Linked DNA regions of Mus musculus: region 1 is linked to region 2. Evidence: chromatin contacts called from public promoter capture Hi-C data. All regions are on one chromosome and are shown on one strand. Each heading gives the region's core, a stretch centred on a gene start, on an enhancer-like site or on the middle of the called end of the contact. The rest is flanking DNA. Distances are from core to core; before and after follow the strand shown. Region 1 holds the start of Aatf (apoptosis antagonizing transcription factor). Region 2 holds the start of Taf15 (TATA-box binding protein associated factor 15).

What was found. Promoter capture Hi-C pulls out the DNA fragments that hold promoters and counts their contacts.
Region 1: a promoter capture Hi-C map of pre-B cells shows a contact between it and region 2, with 2.4 times the contacts expected there. The contact joins the promoter of Aatf here to the promoter of Taf15 in region 2.

Annotation. Positions count from the first base shown.
Region 1 is chr11:84,510,854-84,515,873 of GRCm38.p6, reverse strand. Aatf (apoptosis antagonizing transcription factor) reads left to right here and starts at 2,373. Exons shown (of 13, transcript NM_019816.1): 1 at 2,373-2,582; 2 at 3,545-3,733; 3 at 4,296-4,391. The coding sequence starts at 2,492.
Region 2 is chr11:83,471,421-83,476,003 of GRCm38.p6, reverse strand. It overlaps Taf15 (TATA-box binding protein associated factor 15), which reads right to left and starts at 2,896. Exons shown (of 16, transcript NM_027427.3): 1 at 2,798-2,896. The coding sequence starts at 2,804.

The sequences.
Region 1 (5,020 bases), core at 1,124-3,623, 1.0 Mb before region 2:
AGCCCATCTGTTCACCATCCTACACTTAAGAGGTTGAAACTTCTTCCGGAAGCTCCACTGCCCTTTACTGGCCCTCCAAGTCCAGTAGCACTCCCCGCTGGAGTCCTTTACCTGCCATTCAAGAAAGAAGGAGCTCCTGAGCTTTGAGTGGTCTCTCCCTCGCTCATGTCTTCACTTCCCTTAATTGCATCTTAAGCTCTACCATTCTTCCTCTGTCCTCCCTTCCAGGAAGAAGATTCCTGGGGTAGGAAAGCAATTGGGAGGGTGGTGGTTGGGGTATATGTGACTACTTCCTAAAAAAAAAAAATGGGTTCCCAAGTCAGGAGCAGACAGGAGAGGGAGCATTGGTAAGCAGGCTCGGGGCACCTGTACCTTACACTGTTTGCTCAGATCTGCCTCACACAGGCCAACAGTGTCCTGTATGCACAACAGCTTCAAGGTGGGCTCTGCCCTGCTTCCTTTTCTCTTTCCACCCTGTTCTCCTCACCTTAAAGGGCAGGTTTCTAAGCACCTGAAATAATGAGGGAGGAGGATCTAGGAGAATAGAATTTACTAAGTGTGGGGTAGGAGAACATTTTTGTTCTCTGTGCCCAAGGCTACTGCACCTCATAGAGAACATGTTTTGCTATGGAGGCTCTAACACAGACTCGACTGCAAGCGCAGCGGAGAGGACCTTAAAGAACAAGCTCTCTAAACTACTCTCAGCCATACAGCAATTTTCTTCGCCTGAGTCTTCGCCTAGTCTGACATTCTTTGGCTCTCCACGTCTGAAAGGCTTTACCCTAAAACAGTTGCTTTTTTTTTTTCTATTGTCTAGGCTTGGTCATCTTCACTCAAGGACCAGTTAGGACAGGAACATGAGACATGCCACAAGAAAGTAGAAATCTCTTAAATTTCTTAAATTCGGAAATCTACCTGAATCTGAGGGTGTCTGAATTGTCTTCCAGTGGATTCTACTGGGGAGCTACCAGTTGCCTACGTTGCTGGCTTTGGGATCCAGCTGGCCTGGAGTATACTTAAAAAATGGCACTGGCCTGGGGACTTAGAACTGGAAGAGCTCCTGCTTAGTGTACAGAACACTCTGGGTTCAGCCCCTAGCTCTAAATAAACAGGGTGTAGTGGCAGGCACATGTCTCTAATCCCAGTGGAGACAGGAGGGTCAAGAAATTCAGGGTCATCTTCAATTACATGATGTGTAGGAGGCAAGAGACTGTCTTAACATACAAACAGGCATGGACACAGTGTCTATTATTCAAGTCGTTTTTTCTTTTTTTTTTTTTTCTGGATTCTTCTGAGGCAGCTTTCCTGTTATAGTAGATTCTAGGTCTCCATGGAGGAAGACCTCCAACAGATCAGTATAGACAGACCACTTTACACTCAAATTTGTCATTCCTCGGTGCAGTTCATGTTTCCTGCCCTTCTAGACTGGTCACTGTGTGGAGAGAGAGTCTAACTTACACATCCTATATTTCATCTAGCAGTGCTTGCCACAGTAGTGGGCGTCAAGGGATGCTCCATGAAAAGAAAAACGAATGCAAAGTGATGGCATAGCTTCATGGGCCTGGGTGCAATTACATTTATCACATTAAGGTCTTTGTGTATTTTGAGTCTGGCCATCTAATACCAGAACTGAGTGAAGGGTTTCTCTTCTCCCATCTTCACTAGTTTCGGGGGTCTGACTGAGTCACTCCATCTTTGAACAGAAAAGCTGTTAATATCAACGCTTCTGTAGTAGAGTAATTCTACCCCCCTGCCCCTCCCTGTGATTGCCCAGGCAAGAGGGTACAAGAAGCTACAGAAACAATCTTGATTTGTGGTACAACCATCGCGATTCCTAATTATTTCTATCAATAAAGATCGCACCTCGCCGCACACTTAACACACGCAGGCCTCTCAGATCCTGGCCCGAAGCTGTGTGCCTGGCCGCAGGCTCCTCTACCCTGAGAAAAGCCCCGTTTTGAGTCCCGGGTCTGTGCTTGCTCGAGTGTGTACCTGAGGTTTGAGAGGCTTATCCTTCACTCCCTTTCACAAACCAGCCAGCCACCAGCAGCCACAGCTACTTTACGCTTAATTCCTAAACCAAGCTCGCACAAAGCTCGAGGCGTTATTTCGTGCTTAGGGGACCCTGGCAGCTCAGAGCACAATCAACCTTTCTCGCTCCAAGCGGTCACGTGCTCCGGCGCGCTCCCGCGCCGCGCGTCCGAGGGGCCTCCGGCGCACGCGCGTTCGGGCGGCTCGCAACCCTGCCACGGTTTCGGGCGCCTGCGTCTCAGCTTAGCAGCCCAGTGGTGACGCGACGCCCCGCCCCTCCGGCGCGCGCGCGCCTCCCGGAAGTTGCCTACTGGGATTCTAAACGCCGCCTCCGCGAGGTCTCCGCCTTGAGTTGCCAAGTAGAGTCTGGGCCGTAGCGCCACTGCTGCGAGTGTCGGGCCGGGGGGCTCGGGCTGCAGTGCAGGTTCACGAGCGCAGCGCCGGCAGTGACCTGGTGACCATGGCGGCGCCGCAGCCCTTGGCTCTGCAGCTGGAACAGTTGCTGAATCCGAGACCGCGTGAGGCGGATCCTGAGGCCGACCCGGAGGAGGGTGAGGCCTGACTGGGGCTAACCACGTGCAGAGCAGTGGCTCCGACTTCAAGGGCCGCTGGTGCTTGGACCTGCTCGCCTTCCCTTTTCGCTGGGGGAAAATTGTCTCTTGGGAGGGTGGCGTGAGCAGTAATCCAGCATTCTAGACTCTGGGGGTGGGCGGGACATCAGGACCCTGGCGGGGAGTTGCAGGCAGCCGGCTGGCAGCAGTTTAGGATGCCACTTTTCTTGGTATTACCTTCGAAAGGAGAAAGAAGCCTGATGAGTTTCAGGTTTTTGTGTGTTTGAAACTGACTGCTTCTAAAATCTTCATGAGAATGAAAATGATTACCCGATGCTGTTTAGCCATGTTTATTTAGGCCTTAAGCCATTTGTCCACATTCTGATGACAGACTGATTCTTCATAAACCTGTTCTGAGACCGGCTGGGAGTAATTGTGCTTTAGACTTGGGTCAGGGAGGTGTGAGAAAGACAACTGGAGGGGTGTCATGAGTGTCTATAGCACCCAATGACTGTCACATATTGAGGAAGAATTAAGGACCCTGGGCATGTAGCCGATAACACTTGATGCACTGGATTTAATTTTCAGAACCTCTGAAAAAGAAAAACAATAAAAAACACCATGGAAAAGCAAGGAAGAATCAGATTTATACGTTCCTAGATTTATAAGTTCCAAGGCATAAAAACATGTCTCCTAGTAGTTGCAGGGAGTTAGCTCTCTGTTTAGAAATAGATAGCAATATGACAGCAGTCTCCTTAGAAACCAGAAGTCAACTCCCTATTCCTGTAAGTTAGTTATGTTATGTTATAGAGGACACAATGAATCAAGGGCTGGGGTGGAGCCCAGTACTAAGAGTACTCACCTAGTACAGGAAGGTGGGGTGTGGGGTTGAAATGGCTTAAGTGGGTTCCTGTTAAAGTATTTTTCTAACCTAAGATTCTATTTTTCTCCCTCCCCAACAGCCACTAGAGCCAGAGTGATTGACAGGTTTGATGAAGGGGAAGAGGAGAAAGATGATCTGGCAGTGAGTAGCATTAGAAAGTTGGCACCAGTCTCCCTCTTGGACACCGACAAAAGGTATTCTGGCAAGACCACTTCTAGGAAAGCTTGGAAAGAAGACCATTGGGAGCAGGCTCTGCCAAGTTCATCTGGTGAGTAGACATTTTCACCCCAAACTCTTCTCTTGGCTTAGTTCTGTATGGTTAAACTGTTTTGTTTCTGGATTCTTTCTGGAAGTCTGTGGGTCTCCACTTAATTTAGGAGAGACCATTGAATTGGTACTTGGAAGGGCCTTAGAGGTCAGCATGTTACTTTAAAAAGGATGCTAAAGGGCTGGAGAGATGGCTCCGTGGTTAAGAGCACTGACTGCTCTTCCAGAGGTCCTGAGTTTGATTCCCAGCAACCACATGGTGGCTCATAACCATCTGTAATGGGATCCGATGCCCTATTCCGGTGTGTGTGGAGACAGCTACATAAACATAAAATAAATAAATAATTCTTTAAAAAAAAAAAGGATGCTAAAGCCCAGTTAGGCTTTGTTTCCTGTTAGCGTTTTAGAGATGATAGAAACGTAGTGAGTTCGTGCAGTTGAATAGAGCACAATAACATGTTTGTTCTGTCATATAAGCTCCCACAGATTAACTGGAATGAAAGATGTGGCCTGGTATTTTTCTCTAGGTAACTCCTTTCCCCTTTTTTCCCCTTATAATTTAGATAACGAAGCATCTGATGAGGGAGGATCTGAAGATGGGGATTCAGAGGGCCTGGGCCTGGAGGAGATCTCAGAAGATGTTGACGAAGACTTAGAAGGTGAGGGCGAGGATAGTTCTTTTATCTCAGAATTAGGAGAGACTGAAGCAGGGGAATCAGGAGTTCAAGGCCAGCCTGAGCTACACAGTAAGTTCTGCACTAGCATGTGCTACACCTGAGACCCTGTCTTAAAAAACAAACAGACAAACAGAAACCTAACACTCGAGGTTACCAAGTTCAGGTTAGTGGCTCACCCTGAAATGAGGGGGAAACTGGGCAGAGCATAATGGGTATTGACAGAGCTGTGTGGTTAAAAAAGTTCACATGCCCATGGTGCGTTTTATATTTTGACTCTTTTTGTTTTTCAGGTCTTTTATTGATTTCCTGTGTATTAGTTACTCGTGAAACTGGCCTTTTGTCATTGTAAATGATAACATAATGCTTCCAATCTTTCCCGAGAAAGAATTAGCTTATAGTTTTTTTTTTTTTTTTTTTTTTAAACAGTGTGACTTTTTTTTTTTTTTAAGATTTATTTATTTATTATATGTAAGTACACTGTAGCTGTCCTCAGACACTCCAGAAAAGGCGCCAGATCTTGTTACGGATGGTTGTGAGCCACCATATGGTTGCTGGGAATTGAACTCATGACCTTCAGAAGAGCAGTCAGTGTTCTTAACCGCTGAGCCATC
Region 2 (4,583 bases), core at 1,647-4,146:
ATATTTTGTTCCTTTTTTTCAAATCTATGTGGCCTTTCCATATAATATATTGTTGGGGAGGGGTTTGTTTGGTTTTTGTTTTAAATCTTCAACCTAAAAACATTTTCCCTAATCCTGTTTGTCGTTTGACTCGTTGACAGCTGCTCCTAGTTCAATATTTACCTTGAACTCACCTTTTGAAAAATTTGAGTCTCTCAGATTCTTTGGACCTAGGTTGTGAGAATTCCTCACAGTGTACTTACAAATAATAATAAATAAACCTTAAAAAAAAAACAAAAAACTTCAACTCACTGAGGCTTGGTGAACACCTTTAAGCCCGGCACATATGAGGCAGGTGTTTCTGTGAGTTCCTGGCCATCGAGAGCTAGTAAGACCATGTCTCAAAAATAAGAACAGTAAGTTTTTCATTTATTTCCAACCAGGAACCCAAAAACATTAATTAGCCCAGACTTTTTAAATTTTTATAATATTTTGTGGTCTCCTAAAGGCTAAATGAGTACTAAAAGTAAAAGGTTCCAGATTACGAACTCTTAAGAGTCTACTCAGTATCTAAGCTTCCTGGTTACTGCACACACTAGGACTTTTCCCTTTGTTCATTCCTTCACTGATAGTCCTTCAAATCTATAATTAATCTGTAAAACCAAGATTTATAAGGATTTCAGTTTTCATTATCTGGCTAACAGGTGAAGGATTCACTTGTCCTTAGATTTGCAAGACCTATACTCTCTATCAGTTAACTGCCAAAATAGCTCTATGCATACCACACTGGCTTCTACATTTTTACCATGGGTCTTTCTGCCACAGCAAACATCTAAATAAGTCAATTAAATTTCTAAGTGTAGTCTGGAATGTTTAAAGGATGTAGCTTATTAATAATACTAGTTACTTACAGGGGGGGATTTATTCTGTTAAGTGTATTAATTTAACACACATTAAACAAGTCACTTATTCAAAAGTCAAGGTATTTCATATACATCACAAAACATATTAAGTTGTATATAACAGTAAGAAAAAAATCCTAACTTAAGCCTTTAAATTTAAATCTTTCATTGAAATTACTCAGTCCTATAAAAATGTCATTGTCTTATATAAATAATTACAATAAAAAACCAACAGTGTGGACCAAATGTAGCAAGCTTGCAATGCCACTCAGGAAGCTGTTAAAAGATGATGAGTTCAAAGCCAGCCTAGGACACACTGGAAGATCCTGTCCCAAACAATCCCTGAGCACTGCTTACACTGAATCTTGGTAATTCCTACATGAAGAGAGCTATTTAATTTTCTAAGTCACGGTTAACCTACATATACCCTTCCTAAGGATGCACTTGTACATCCTTTTCTGGACCTTTACCTGGAAAAAATATGCCAATTTCTCCTCTGGAACTAATAATCCCTTGTTTGAACAAAAAGCAGAATTTAAAAAGAGCTAACTTCACTTCAGCCTAGCTTTTTCCACCATACAGGTACCCTACCCAAAAAGATGAGATTTCTAGCTCCTCAGTATCATTGCTAATCTGAGGGAAGACCATCATTCTCTGTCCCGTCTTTCTCGCTCCTTTTGAATCTTCTCCAATTGCAGATTTGATCATACACATCCCTCCAGGTGGACTGGGAAAACCTTTAGAAAAGGATTGCCAATTAATTAATAAAAGGGCAAATCTTCCAAGCATAGTGGTGCACACCTTTAGTGCCAGCGGTTAGGTGGATCTGTGAGTTTGGGGCCAGCCTGGACTCCATATCGAGTTCCAGTTGAGCCAAGGATACCTCATGAGATCCTTTCTCTCATAAGTAGGTGAAAAACTACCAAAGTCATTATGTCATCTCAGCCATATGGCTTTAGGCAATGTTTTCCTCAGAAGTAAAGAACTCTCGTTCTGGGTCTGTCTTTGCCACCTGTAAGTGTAGCCCAAAGAAAGGACCTTATGTGGTCAACTGGAACTGTTAGAATTCAGAGGACTTTTAAGTTCTGGTTTAACAGGACCCAGACTGCCTGTCCGGAGGGGGGAAAGCCTCACTTCCACACAGCAGTGGCCTCTATAAATACTAATTTGAGGAAGACGCTGTCCTTGGTCTCTAAAGTCTTAAGGGAAATGCCACGAAGACCTAAAAGTGCTCGTCAGTAACTGGCAAGGCTTAATTCTAAGTTCAGGAGATTAACAAGTGGAGGAGGGAGTACAAAGGTGAAGCCCAATAAACAAACACCGCCCCGCAACCCCAATGGTTACAGCAGAGGGAATGACCGTAGCGCGACTTCGGGTAAGGCAAAGTGCTTCGAAAAGGGCTCCCAGAGCGTAAGACTCCCACCTGATGAATGGGTGAGTCAGGAAGGCCCAGCTCCACTTCTCGGATGGGGAAACAGAGGAACGAGGTGGCGAGACGACCGGCCGGAGGCCTCGCTGAGAGATCTGAGTCGGCGCGGAGGACCCGAAGCCCCCAGTCCTCAGGCTGATGCTCAGATCTCGGCTCCCCCCGCCCTTACGATGGCGTAGACGGGCCTCCGCCCCCCCCCCAACTCACACACACCCTCCCCGGGGAGCTGCTCATCTCCCCAGGTTCCAAGGGCAGGATCAAAAGAGCTCCGGGGCGCTCCCGCCGTGATTTGTAGCCAGGGAGCGTTGGGAGCGTGCGTGCCTCCGGTCCAACATGGCGGCGACGCGGCCGCCCCCCTCCCTCCCCCCACCCCAGCCTCCCTCAGGCCGGAGTCTTTCCCTCGCGGCCCTCCGGTGGGCGGGAAGACGGCCAGAACCCACCGGACCCCTTCTCGCCGCTGCCGCTGCTCGCTGACGGAGTCACCTACCCGACATGACTAACAGCCGCGGCGCGGAGCCCCGCCACGGCCCGCGGAGAACAAGGAAAACGAAAAGCCAGGCGGCGCGGCTGCTGGAGCTGCTCTGAGGGCGGCGCGGCGGGCTGAGGCCGACTGCGGGCCCTCGGCAGCCAATCAGCGCGCGGCAGGCGATACCACTGCGCCGAAGCCGGAGGGGTGATTCCACGCCACTCCGTTCCGCCGAGCCTTAGAGTCCTCCCGGATCTCCCCTCCGCGACCGTACCATTATTGAGAGGGAATTGAGAGAGGAAAGTACCAATGCCCTCCTGGGGCTAGGGGAGGAAAGCGAGCCAGCTCGCTCCGCCCCATTCACAACCCCAGTTCTAGTTTTACCGGGTCTGGTAGACTTTGAAGCTATGAAGCGAAAGACGAGGCTCCCCTTTTATAAATAAGAACTTAATGCCTGGGAAAGTCGATTCTTCCTTTAAAATCGGGAATGGTGTGGTCGGCCTCGCTCGGGCTCTTGCTGCAGAACTTGAACCACTTGGGGGCGTCCCGAGTCTGGGCAGCGAGCGGAACGAAAGTCGTGACAAGCTCCATACCTGATCGCCTCCGGGGCTGTTATAACCACCTTGTCCAATAAAAAAATCGAAGTGAGACCAGAACAAAAATGTGACTTCAGTCTAAGTCACGCGCATAACTGGCTCCGGGAATAAGGAGACACGGGAATGGATCTTTCTTAGTCCTCTGTAACAGCTAACTCTTAAATTGTCAGCGCCTTACATCATCTCATTTAATTCGCACAACAGACTGATGAAATAGTTTCCCCCAGTTGCGGATACAGCCGGATAGCCTGAGGCTAACCAAGGGCAAAGGTGGAATTTTGAAGCCTGGTAACCAGACCCTGTTGCTAAGGGGTTTTACCGGAAAGCCGTAGAGTAAGCTCAGTTGGGAAAAGGGCTTGGAAAACTCGAGAATCTGCAAGGACATTTCCCCGAGTGAGTGACACCTGAACGAAGACCTGGGTGATGAGTTATTCAAGTTGAATTGGGCAAAAGATCTGTCCAGACTTGGTGTAGAACAAGTAATTTGATATGTTTGAAGTGTAGCCTCCAGGGGAGAAAAGTTGAACTTGCCAGAAAAGTAGGAGGGTATATAGCTGAGGCCTCTTAGTTTGAACTTTGTCCTGAAGGTGGTGGATCCACCCACTAGAGAACTTCAAAAGGTGGAGATTAGATATGTATTTTCCAGCTGTAGAATGAAGAATAGGTTGGAGTTGCGAGGTGCCTAAAAGTGGGAGAGAGAAGCGAGACTAAGAATTTTGCTCAGTGATCCAAGCCTGGCCTAACATGCTTGAGTCCCTGGGCTCAATTCCCAGCACTGATAATTTTTAAAACCAATTGAGGTAGCATGGCCCAGTACTAGAAAGTGGAATCAGGAGGACCTCTGAATTTGAGGCCAAACTGGTATACATAGTGAGTTCCAGGACACACAGGACTGCAGAGGGCCTTTTTTATTTTTGTCTTAAAACAAAATATTTTAAGCAGGAAGATCACTTGAGTGGCTTAATAATAATGCTAGTGAGAGAGATCGCAGTGCACTGGACTCATAAAGTAACTGCAGAGGGAAGTGCAGAAGTCACAGACACTTAGGAGGCCATGAAAGCCTATGCAAGAAATGGCCAGATAGAGGTGTCCTGCACTGTGACAGGGACCAAGCGGAAAAGACTAGAATGGAGCAAAGAAAGGGTAAGTTCAGAATTGATACCTTCAGGTCAGAAAAGAGCATGAGGTCCTTTCTCCTCATTGTATCTGTA